2 separate regions of the Gossypium hirsutum genome follow, and region 1 is linked to region 2. A link is a contact called in public Hi-C data. All regions are on one chromosome and are shown on one strand. The core of a region is the stretch at or near the end of the contact, and the rest is flanking DNA. Distances in the headings are between cores, read along the strand shown.

Region 1 (6,849 bases), core at 2,399-4,898, 270 kb before region 2:
AATACAGAAGAAAGTTTTCAGCCATTTTCCAATATGCAGCAAAAAATTAAAAAAAAGTCTCACTAGCATGAAGTAGAGCAAAAATATTCTTCTGCATTGAAATGGCAAGAACAAATTGCCTTCAGGGCCACATCCAAACAATTACTAAAAAATTTAACTACCAAAAGGTCTCAGGTTTATGAAAGGTACTGTAAGTAAGAACTAACTAGCCAAATCATCCCAAATGATCCAACAAGATCCAAGCATGTTAGATGGCTAACGGGACAGAAAGCTGGTCCAATCTGCTTCAGACATGGCCTTGTGGACAAAAACAGCAATAAGGACTTGTCCCTCAAACATTTGGTTAAGATATTGTCAACCAAACTATATTCAACCAATATTAGGCAAACCAATCCCCTTGAAGTAGAGGAGTAAAGAACACACCTGAGCAGTAGAAGAGGAATTTCCAGGCTTAACAGGTGAAGAAGCTTTTCTTGCCTCCTTCAAGTAGGCCTTCAGTAAAGGTACAGGCAAGAACTGCACTGTAAGATCAAATGCAAAAGCCAGATTAACCGCATCAATCTGCCTTCCATTATTCACCAGAACTTCAATTACACCTGAAATATGGAAAGATAAATAAAAGTAAAGTACGAATTAACCAGAACCAGTACAAATGGAAGAAATGATTGATTTTCTACAACAGTATTCCATGTGTAATTCACAGTTCTTGTTCTAAGACTTAGAAGTACAATTCAGGGAGGAAAAATAATAGATTAACATTGCTTGTGTTCATCCCACACAATTGGATAAATATCTGAAAGTGCCAGACAACGGTCATCCAAAATGAAGGATGGTCCACTGAACTCCAAAATAGCATTTTAACAACAATATTGTTTAAAGAATATGTAAAATAAAAAGCATTTAGGAACTTGAAGATGCTTATCAGTTTAAGAGCAAAGATTAGTTTCCCCGGTTCTGATGGCTTGAAGTTGCCTAAGTTAGGGGGAATAGAAAAAGTCAGTTAATTTACAAGGTCTCACCTGACCTTTTTTTTTAATTATGCTGAAAGTCTACTTGAAATAGTTAGTTATATCAGTTTTACAAAAATGGAACGGAAGAAATATAATGGATGTATAAGGTAAACCCATGGTGAATGGAGAAAGATTCAAGCTCATTGTTCAGAATCACTCGTTTTTTTTTTCCAAACAAACAAGTATTCTATGCAATGTTACTATGTAAGTTCATACTACACAAACCTGGCATTTTTTCAGACAAACCAAGGGACCGGCAGAGATCAGCTGTTTGACGACGACGAGAGACCATTGGTATCAGCCTTGACAGTTCTTCCTCATTGAAGTCAGAAGCAATACCAAAAGTGGCAAGAAGTTGCAGGAATGCATGAGCTTCCAATGAATTACCATTACTAGCATCCATGTCAAGAGCATCCAACTTTGGTTTCCATTCCTCAGCAATTAACTTTGCTTGCCCCCTAACATCTTCTGAGATTAAAGCAGAAACAGAAACCATATCCATATTCCTTAACAAAAAGCTAAGACATTCCATCAACATAATACAGGTTCGCCTAAGACCCAGTAGATTTGAATCTTTCTTTCGATCCACATTTGGTGCTTCTAAAAGGTAAAATCCTTTCAAAGATTCCAGGACCAAATAAGCTGGGCTTGCTGCAGCCTTCAACGCCCAAGGAATTTCCTCCTTTAAGGCAGCAAGGTTCTTGCGATTATCTGATATAAACTTGTGTAGTCCTTCAGAGTCCATCTCTTCACAAATTTTTACCAATTGGGGATAAGATTTCACCCCGAAATTTCCATTTTCAGAAGAACATTTTATATCCTCTGAGTTACTTTCGGAAGCTACAGAATCAGGGGGTTTCTCCTCAACTGACAGTTCACCACTGTCTCCATCACAGCTATCAGCAGGCTCCTCAGGTGATACTTTCCTATGCTTTTCTAGAGCATTACTAATGGCAAAAACAGCAGCATCTCTCTTTTCTTGTAACCTCACTAGTGAAGCTTGTTCTTTAGCAACAACAGCAGCTTCACGCTTCTTCAACATTTCTCGAGATTTCCTAGTTTTTGTCTCAAACTCCTTTTCTTGGTCTTCTAATTCATGGAAGCGTCTCTTCAAGGACTTCTCAAGCCCATGGAAATGTTCCTCAAGTTCTTTCCATTTCAGATTAAGTGTTACAGCACGATGACTTTCAAGTTCAGCAAATGCTTTCTGAAGCTGCTGTATCTTAGTAGTTGTTGAGTCTATGAGTGTTGCAACCGACTGCTTATCTTCCATGACAAAAAACCTGAAAGAGAAAGACATCAGCCAGGATTGGACCCCCCACTGCAGCAGTAGAGAGAGAATATAGAACCAAACAGATTTTCTAGAGTACAAAATCCTTCTCTAATCTTGTTGTAGCAAAAGGGAAAGGTAAACGGAAAACAAAAATATTAATTAAATATCAGGGAAGATAAAGTTCAATATAAGTAAACACATTTTCATTTCAAAGAATCCAACATTGTCCGCGAAAATAGTAATAAGTTAATAACCAAATAAAGCAATAGAAATTCAAAAGCAACAAATTTACTTTGAATCAGAACAAAATTTCACCCCCAAACAATAAATGTTAATCCACAAAAAGAGTTCTAGTAATCCTCTCACGGTAATAAATACTTTCCATAAACAGATCACAATGATCTAAGCTCCCTTTTGGAAGATAATAAGTTTCAGCAAATCAAAGCTTTTCCTACCTTTATCTATTTCCCAATTCTAAAATATCCTAACTTAATAAGGACCACTTAAAAGAAGTTCAGTTCCATCAATAATAATAAAACAGATTAACATATTTCCAAATATAATTACCATAGTTATCACTCAAAACTTCAGCATCATTAAGTTCAAAGTAAACATTCCTTTATTCCTTGAGTAGAAAACCCACAAGTTAAACTTTAGAACAAATATTATAACTAAGCGATCAAGGCACAAAAATGAGAGCTCCAACTTAACCCTAGAAAGCCTAATCAGAAAGGTGCAGTTTTCCAGTAAAACGTAGCCACTCTCACCAGTGATTTTACAAGTTCCGAAATCACAGAAAGATACCAACGACCCAAAGATCGTAAACCCAAAACAAGCACAGATCACCTAACCTAAAAATAAAGGACATGATCAGAACAGAACAGCGAATTTTTCGCTGCAGACGAAAGGGAACAAAAGAAGTAGACGAGTTTTGGCAGTTCAAAAACACATTTCCCGAAGTGAAGAAAAATTAAACAGATTTGAAGAGAAAAAAGAGGGATTTTTAATTTTTTTATGACGGGTTAAAAAAAAAGGAAGAAAGTGCCGATCCGGAGAAGAGAGTGAAAACGACGGGAAAAGAAAGAAATAGCGAGGGAGAGAGACAATTACCTGATTGATTCAAACGGAAATGGGGTAACAAAGTGTCCTAATTCGATAAAGATTCGAATTAATCACTCCATTTTTTGTTTCCTCTTTTTTTCAAAGAAGGTTTGGTGTTTTGGGATAGTGGATATTTGTGGCTGCTACCTATCCTTTAATCACTAGAGAGAGAAAGAAAGAGAGACTAAATGAAACGAAAGCTAAAAGATAGTGTTTTTTCCCTCTTTTCCTTTATCATTATTTTATTCAGCATTTATTGAGAATGGGATTATTCACTTCATTCAATTTCAGACATTAAAACTTACTTAAATTCAAAATTGTTGATTATTTTAGATTAAGGATTAGCTCAATTGACACGAGTATTATTATCAATACATGGAGACATAGATTTATGTGTGTTGAATCGAATTATCCTTTTATTTATGAGTTGACAAAGGGTTTTGGATAGTTTTAAATATTATGTCAAAGAACAGATATGATTTGAACTTATAACAATATTGTTGAAATAAATTTTGTTTATTATTTTAATGTTTCATTTAAATATGGTTGAACTAAACAAATGAGGTGTCATTTCAACTTTAAATGTAACTGGCATTAGTCGAGTTAAATTTTTGGGGAAAATAAAGCTTAATATACCCTTAAATATTTGAGTTTAATTTTTTTTAATGCAAAATTTGTGTTTTGTTAAGGGTAAGATATTTAGTTGACCACTCAAAATTAAATTCTTACAATTTCGTCACTCTATTTTTAGGATGTTTTTATTTTAATCATTTAACCATTAAATCTTTAACAACGGTTAAATTGTACATGTCATATCATGTTCGCACTTTTATTTTGGTCACTCAAAAAATATATTTTTTTAATATTGATCGGGGTAAAAAAACATTAAGGATTTCAGTGAAAAAAGGTACAAACTAAAATAATGCTTTAAAATTTGTCAAATTCTACTTGTTTACCTCATTGCCAGAAGTTCTAATTTTTTTTCAATATTGAAATTTTAAATTTCAAAACATCGAAATCGGCTAAATAAGTTATTGAAAATATTGTATCTATTGACAATGCAAAACAATTTGTTACTATAATATTATAATTAATTAAATCAATTAATTTAGTATCCTTTTAAATCTTAAAATCTTATTTTATGTTTCTAAATTAAAATCAACTCAAATAAATCATCTTTAATGATTGTACATGAAACTCAAATTTCTTTTAATTATATGGTCTCGAGTTTTTCATATTAAGCAAAAAGTAAAGAAAAGTTCTTACAATTAATTTAATTAATTAATTAATATTTCATGCCAAGCAAAACCCATAATTTTTCATCACTTTTGTTACCCAAACGAAGAACAAGCACTTAATTTAATTAATTGCAATGATTTTTCTTTGCTTTTGGTGAAAAATTCGAGATTATATAATCAAAAGAAATTTATGTTTCATAGACAATTATTAAATATGAGTTATCGAGTTGATTTAATTAAGAATAATATGGAAATATAAAATAAAATTTTAAAATTTAGGAGGAGATTAATTTAATTGATTTCAATATTACAGTAACAAATTGGTTAACTTGAGTTCTATTTTTTGAAATTTAAAATTCCAATTTTGAAAAAATTAGAACTTTCATAAATGTGATAAACAAGTACAATTTGACAATGTTTTAATGCATTATTTTAGTTTCTATCATTTTTTTACTTTAATCCTTAATTTTTTTACCTCGATCAATACTTAAAAGAAAATATGTTTTTTTTTGTGACCAAAATGGAAGTGTGAACATGATATGGCGTGTATAGTTAACTGGCGTTAGAGATTCAACGATTGGGTGACTAAAATGAAAGCACCTTAAAAGTTGAGTGACGAAATTGTAACAATTTTATTTTGGATGATCAAAATGAAAGTGCCCTAAAATTTAGGTGACCAACTAGGTAATTTATTTATTTTAATGTAAGTATTCATATTTAGCAAGAGAAACTTATGGTGTTAACTTTTTTTATATTTAATTAGAGTTTTATAGTTAATTTAATAAAAATTCATAATTAACAATTAATTTAATTTAATTTTAAAATTTGAAAAATATAATTTTCGTTCTAATAAATTAAACACAAATTTTAAACAAATTCACAATAAAAATTTAAATTTATTCTATTAATAAAAATTCAAACCCAATATTATTAATAATAAATTTTTATCAAATTAACCGTAAATATGGAATTAAATACTAGAAAATTAACATTGTTATCTTTAAATACTAAAATATATAACTTTTTGTTAAATATAAATACTACATAATTTTGATTGGATTTAAATATATTTTAAAAACAATATAATTTATTTAATAAACTAACGGTTTGTTCAACCTACAATGATTGGTCTAAATTTTAAGAGATTTATGTGGCCTATTCTGCTGTTTATTTAAAGACTTAATGAATATTTTAGAAAATATTAAATAATTTAATGTTTTAGTACATAATTTCAGTATAAATCCGACGCAGTTCAACGAGAATCTGATGGACACACTGTAAAGCCATCTCTCTTGCTTTTTATTCCTGGAGCACTCTGCTCTTTCTTCTGTTGGAAATTTTAAAAAATGGAATATTCGCTTCGTTGTAAAGTTATCTGTAAATGGTGGGGAGTTAGTGAGGTTGAGGAGTGCTCTTAAAGTTGAGTCAACATTCGACTCAGACAAAGATTTGAAACATGTTCGGATTTAGAATATTGCACCGACGATTAAAAGGTCTTGTCTGAATATTTTCAGCGACCTGGGCTTGGCCCAATAATATTCTTTTATTAAAACATCTAATTCGACTTTTGGTGTAATTTCAGTCTTTCATTTCTAGACCCAACTTCAACAACTTTTATGTTTGAATTCGTAACTGTCTCTCGTTGAGGATGTAGTGTGTTTTATCATTATATCTAACACTTATTTATAATATTAAAATGATTTGGAGAATTGATACAAGCTTTCATTAAGAGATGTTGATTGGTTGTGTTTCTTTAGATTGATGGTGTGGTGTATTGGGAAGAATCGAAACCTTCTCATTTTTCAAGGAAGTCAGTGGAGCGTTGATGAGATAATTAAAAATTTCTACAGTTGGGCCATACAGTGTAATTATTCACAAAAGTCTTTGTGTTTTGCAAGACCGAGTATAAGGATATCAGATAATGAGGAAGGTAATTGGGTTTGTCTGTATAGGGATGGCACTATGAAGTTAGACCCTAGGTTGGCTTCTACAGGAGGAGCATTGAGAGATCGATATGGGGGTTGGATAATTGGGTACAACAAGAATTTGGGTCGATGTTTTGTATTAAATGTGGAATTATGGGGTATCTTAGATGGCTTGAAGATAGCAAAAGATTGAAATTATGATAGAGTGTCTATCAAAACAGACAACAAGGATGCTATTGAGGCTATTCATGAATCATTCTCAAAGGCATCTCCCTCAGCACTTATTCGACATATTCAACACA
Region 2 (6,220 bases), core at 3,351-5,850:
GCAAGTGTGTTTAGGTCTGTGGTTGCTTTTGGTTTTTCTTCATTTATTCAGTCTTACCTTCAGTTGGCATCAAAATTATAAATTGTAAAGTTCACTCGAGGATGGTTTACATAGTCACTTATATTTATACCAACATATGAAGAAACTGGGTGGCTTTAATTTATGGTTTTATCTTCAATGATGAAAAGTGATAACCAAAGTATTTAATCCTAGAATATGATCCTGCTGAGACTTCTAAAAAAGGTATTATTGATAAGTTAAAACTTGGTCAAACTTTTGTTGCCCCAGTATTGCTGGTGAGATGAGTTGGGACTGGCAAATTAAGTTTTTATATGAACCTCAAATTAAATTAACCGTCACATCTGGCCTATATCAGTGATAATATATGCCTGGAATTTAACTAGTCTGCCTATATCAGTGAGTTTCTACTTGTACATGCACAGATCTGCAACCCTTTTTCTTTTAACTATTCTCTCCAGTAATGATTTATGGGTTTATTTCAGAGAATTTCTGAAACACTTGATGTTGAGATCAAGAGATGGGCTGCTGGGAAAGAGGGAAATTTGCGTGCTCTACTATCAACCATGCAATATGTATGTTACGCTATTGCTTACTACTGCTGTTCTTTTTTCTTCTTTTTTTTTCTTGGTTCTCTCTTACAGTTTTTACATACTAACAAACTATATTGCATTTCCCGTGTTTTCCTTCTGCTATGTGCCTTGTACAGTTCTCACATTATTGCCTCATTTCAACTGTCTGATGTACTTTTTTGAGATGTTTTGTTCATGCAGTAGATGACTTTTTAAGGGAAATTATAAGATAGTTGTCATAGGAACAGTGATAAATGAATTCAAACATAAGAACACCTTGTGGCTTAACTCTATCCTTTTCCTGATAACCTCCTATTTCATGACAAAAGTGATAAAGTTACTGTTATACTAATTTGTCTCCTGAACCTGTTCTGTGATGATTAGGTTCTTTGGCCTGAATGTGGTTGGCAACCTGTTTCTTTGACGGATTTGATTACAGCTGCTGCTGTTAAAAAGGCTTACAGAAAGGCTACTCTTTGCATCCATCCTGATAAGGTCCAGCAGAAAGGTGCCAATCTTCAGCAGAAATATATTTCAGAAAAGGTGTTCGACTTACTCAAGGTACTTGACTCTTGGTGCCCTATTTCAGTTTATTGATTGCGATTTTTATTCATATCATTCTTCTTAGATGGGTGATAGTGCTGCATATCTTTCCATCTTGTTTTCTACCTCACACCGTTTTCTTTATTTCAATGTTAAATAGGAAGCATGGAACAAGTTCAATTCAGAGGAACTTTTCTGAATTTGAATTTGTGTAGAAGTTCATCATTTGGCAAGCTATGCCTTGGGAGTTGAATGCATAACTGTTCCAGCAACTGTATCAGTATCTGTTGCTGTTGTTGATTCATTATACCAGCTGGTAGAACGGAGCATATGATACCAGCTTCAAAGTTTTGTGAGGAAAGTGAAGGGTGAAGATACTCTTCTTTTGTTCAGATTGCTGTACATTAATCTTCATCCAACTGATGCACCACGGGCAATTGATTTATTTCGAGTTGATGTAGATTATCATCCACCCGGTCTACTCGGAGATCATTTTTTGTAGTTAATTCTTTTACAATGTATTTTTTTCCCCACTTTCTTTTGGGTGGATAATAGAGCATTGATTAGATTATGTTGAGTGAATACCGATTATTGTTCTATTGATGGTATGCAATGTGTATGGAAATTGATTTGTTTTTGGCATAGAATACGATCTCTTTTTAGTACAAGAATGGTGGAAGGAGACAAGAATTTTATTTGCAGTCTAGCAGATATGCATATTCGTCAGCTAAATTTTTATTATAAGGTTTCAATTTAGCATACCCTAACTCCCTTTTTGTGGCTAATAGCAGTTATTGTTTCTGTGTACTCTAATGTATCATTTTATATTTGTAAGCCGATTTTTTTTATGCTTATATTTATTATCAAGGTTATTATAATGTTTCATAAAAGATTGTTTGAACAATATTCTTCTAAAACAAAAGATGGAAAAGGAGAGCAAAAGGACAAATTTACGTTTCACTGTAATAATACTGAAACTAAAATGGAAGAAAGAATAGTCAGATAAAATGGAAGCATGACAAAAGGGAATAAACTAAAATCGAAACTAAAACTTTGGGAAACAGAGGCCCCTGATGCTCTTATGAACTATGAAGCAGTTAGAACAGGAAGTTAAATAACAATCTCGAAGGTACTGCAGTCCTGGCAAAGGATGTACAATGCAGTTAAACCAAATTTAGTCTCAAGGCAAAACTTGGGTTTCAATCTGCACCCTCGTTCCAAATGATCCACATGTGCTTCAGCTAATCGATCCCGTAGAACTTCCAAATTAACCTGAAAATAAGACCAGAATGTGGACAACTCATTGAAACTTAACTTCAGATGGCACTTGTCAGACATTGGTATTGGACAGTTAGATATCTGCATCCTCAGAGGATCATATCTCTGTACTCGTATCTAAATATATTCGAGCGCATACTTAATGTAAAATGAAGAGTCACAGCAACATAGGTTAAGTTTCTTTTTGTTTTTTGGTTTTTTTCTGAAATGAAGGGATCTTTTAGAATGTGATACATTGTGCAAATGATATAACAATGAACTGGTTGCACTGCAAAAGAAACTGTATGAGAAAAAAAAAAGAAAAAGTTAATAGGATAACCTCATCATCTCTGTTAAGCTGAAGTTTGCAAAGGGTACAATAAATAAGTTGATGATTCTGTTGCAACTCTCCTCTCTTACAGATGGGGCACCATATCTGTTTCTGCACCTAACATAAACATCAGAAAATCTTGTTGATTTCATTCATTTTGAAAAACTTAACAGATGATGGTGAAAATTCAACTATAATACAGAACCACATATAAGAATTAAGAACATAAAAAGAATAATACAACAACACTGATAAAGAAATTTCCTGGAAGCAATCAGAAAACGTTGCCTACAAAAACATCTTATTGCACCTACAAAACATTATGTATTAAATGTTCGCTACGGGTTAACAATACTAACACTTGCATAGAAAAAGAAACATGAATAGTTTACTGTCACTGTACCTGCTCATCGTTCAATTGCATATGCTCGTAAACTGCACGGGCCAAGTATTCATCTTGTTCATCTTCCCAACTTTCTATTCCTTCTTTTGGTTCTGCAAGGAACTAGAGTAAACATTTGAACTAAAAAAGGATGACTTGATCAAATATAACCTCCAAAGTCATGCATTTGCATGATCATTCACCCACTTATAGAAAGATACGAATACAGGTGCAACACTAGGACAGAAGCCTTAACAACAGTGGTTTTAAAGTGGGACTATTAATTACCTTTCTCTGCTGGCTCTCTCCTGAGATCCTCATAAAATATTCTTTGCATTTCTAGCAATATCTCTTCGCATTCACCTTGATACGCATCTTGAAGGCCACTGTATTCCCATAATTCATCAGGGGCTGAGGAAACAGAGTTTGAGCTTTCCAAACAGTCACTTATTGGTGAGTCTTTAATTCTTTTAAGTTCATCAGAAACTATGTCCTGAAAGGCAGTTTTTATAAACTCCTGAAACCAGAAAACACAAAAAAAAAAGAAAAAAAAAGTGATGTACCAATAAACTCACCTGCATGAATTTATTTCAAGAGAAACAGAATTATAAGAAATCAAGAAAAAGCACCTGAATTCAAAAAAAAATACCAGCAAATATTACAAGCAAATTTCACCAGGCTATATAATCCTATGTTACTTGGACTTGGATATGCGTGTTAAATACAAGTATGCATCTGTCATGAACATGTTTAATTTTTTTTCCTGAAGTTTTTCATGTAATTGGAGAGTTTTGGAAGGATTTTTCTGTCTGACACAGGCATGGATGATGGAACACAGGTATTTGAAGAAAAAATAAAGACTGAACCAACATATATTTTATCAAGAGAGGCTAAATAAGTAGCAAGGGTACAATTTTGGAATAAAACCTAAATTTTATATTCCAAGTTCAGGGTAACCTAATAATATGCAGCAAAAGGCAATAAATATATAGAAACCAGATAAAATATTTTCGAATGAAAAAAAAAAAAAACCTTGTGATTGAAAGATTGGGCAGCAGGCAACCTCATTTTCCAAAGCAAACGAGTGCGGTCTTCTCGTACCCTTTTGTAACAATTTTCTCTCAACTACACTTCATCATCCACAATTTAAATAATATTCATCCAATTTCAAATTTTCAACAGATAAAAGAAAGATAAAATGATAAACCCTAAAACCCAAAAATGAAAATCCCATAATTAATACTTAGAGAGGGAGACGAACCTTGTGTTTCCATAAGGAGTAATTGTTGAAACGGGGATGAGTTTTGAGGGAAGGTCGTTGGATTATTGGGCAAGTATCTTCCATCTTTGGTTCCATGTTTCAGGAGCTATCTCCAAACTCGAAAAAAACCCAGCTGAATTGGTGGAGCAGAGAGAGAAGACCGTGAATCGTTGCGAAGAAGCAAGTCGGAGGTTGGTTGTTGATGAAGAAGATGAAGAAAGAATTCCATTTTATTCCACATAATAAATTGTGCAATTGGCGACTTGGTGAGGGTGGCTTTGGGTCTACCCTGAGTTGGCCCAAAACTAATCCTACAGCCTAAAAGGCCTAAAGGTCCCCATATCCACCCATGATTTTGTTAATATGCTCAATGAAGTATCTATTCATCTTTAGAAAACACTTCCACTGCGTTTGGTTGGATGGAATTGCAATTCCATTCCGCAGCAATTCCGCGCGCTACAGTGATGCAGGCGTTTGGTTCACCGTTTAGGTGATTCCACGAAATAGGTATTACGTTCCCATTCCCTCATCCCACGGAATAGCCATTACACGGTTGGGGGTCTGAATACCCATTCAAGCAAGACCGTTTAGGTTTTAGACGAAAATAGCCTGCCTCCCTTCTTCCCAAAATTAACTCCAGCAGATTTCTTCCTCCCCAAATCAAGCATCCATTCGCCCTTCATCTTCATCTCCTGGTACGTTTTCTTTTTCTTTTTTTTTCTTGATAGCATCCACAAGACACTGGTTTCACTGGAAAATGGGAACTCTTTTTGCTATCTCTCACCGACCTTTCGGTCCTCGGTTTCACTGGAAAATGGGAACCCTTTTTACTTTTCAGATCTCTCCGTTTGCTCTTTCTGTTGCTTTCTCCCCGGTGAAAGATCAATCAATTGGCTCACTCGATCTTTCACCTCTTTCAACTTTTCTTTTCCCCTTTTCGGTTGAGACTTTTTCTGCTCAACTTTTATTTTCCCCTTTTAGACACGTTTTCTTATTCTTGTTTACACGAATTGAACTTATGATGTTTCTATTGGATGCAGTGAAATCCAGAAGTATCAGCAAAGTACTGAACTCATCAAGAAACTGCCTTTCGAAAGGCTCGTTCGTGAAATTGCCCAAGCCTTTTTAAGGTAATACCATTAAATTACTGCTTCTTCTTCATTTCTGTTTAATTATTGTAAAGAAATCAAAACTTAAGAAATTAGTATGGTTACTGTTTGCATTTCATGAAGACAGACGATTCATTTATGTTGGCTAAGCTGTAGTTATCAAGCATGGTTGAGGAACTTTAGTGCTTATAGAAAGTGGGTAGTGTAAATTGATGGAAGAAATATAGTGTTCTTTTTCTTGAGATTGAACTAATGTGGACACTCTTCACGTTGAGTCAGCTAGTTGAGATAAAAACATATATTAATGAAGATGCAAAGTGTATGTATCATATATTCTTAATATAAAAACATGAGCTTTTATAGCAAACTAGTAAAGCAAATTATAGGCTACCCTCTCATTGAGTCAGCTAGTTGTTGAACTTTTTTTTCGGTTTCTTCCAGTTTTTTTCGTTTTTCTTCACGTCATTATTGGAGTTCTTTGTACTTTCCTTCTGCCTCATCAGCTCTCAGTTTTTCTGTTTCCAATGAGGACTGTGGGAAACAAATATGATAAGAAACATTCCTAACCATGGATAAAACGGAACTCTTGCAGCATTATTTGAAGATATATTGGATTTTGGAGGTTCATACCTTTAGGCTTTCCACTTCTATTAGAGATTCAACTTTCTTTGTATCTTCAACGAGAACTTCTTTCTCTTGAATAACTGGAGGCGCTTCTTCGATGGCTTTCTTTGCAGTCTCTCGTTC

The links. Hi-C and Micro-C count contacts between places; a contact is called where the count stands out from the background.
Region 1: a contact with region 2 is called in a Hi-C map of leaf, with 2.2 times the contacts expected there. The contact joins the promoter of LOC107955016 here to the promoter of LOC107955002 in region 2. A contact is called at or near these places in 2 of 34 Hi-C or Micro-C datasets (both in leaf).

Annotation. Positions count from the first base shown.
Region 1 is chrD07:53,609,835-53,616,683 of Gossypium_hirsutum_v2.1, reverse strand. It overlaps LOC107955016 (FRIGIDA-like protein 3), which reads right to left and starts at 3,648. Exons shown (of 4, transcript XM_041097841.1): 1 at 3,394-3,648; 2 at 1,236-2,293; 3 at 424-596. The coding sequence starts at 2,283.
Region 2 is chrD07:53,337,653-53,343,872 of Gossypium_hirsutum_v2.1, reverse strand. LOC107955002 reads right to left here and starts at 4,600. Exons shown (of 6, transcript XM_016890701.2): 1 at 4,365-4,600; 2 at 4,136-4,228; 3 at 3,392-3,620; 4 at 3,125-3,216; 5 at 2,731-2,832; 6 at 2,076-2,405. The coding sequence starts at 4,460. The coding sequence ends at 2,244. It overlaps LOC107955003 (a long non-coding RNA gene), which reads left to right and starts at 4,778. Exons shown (of 3, transcript XR_001699787.2): 1 at 4,778-5,059; 2 at 5,405-5,494. It overlaps LOC107955001 (auxilin-related protein 2), which reads left to right. Exons shown (of 8, transcript XM_016890698.2): 6 at 504-593; 7 at 975-1,151; 8 at 1,294-1,837. The coding sequence ends at 1,332.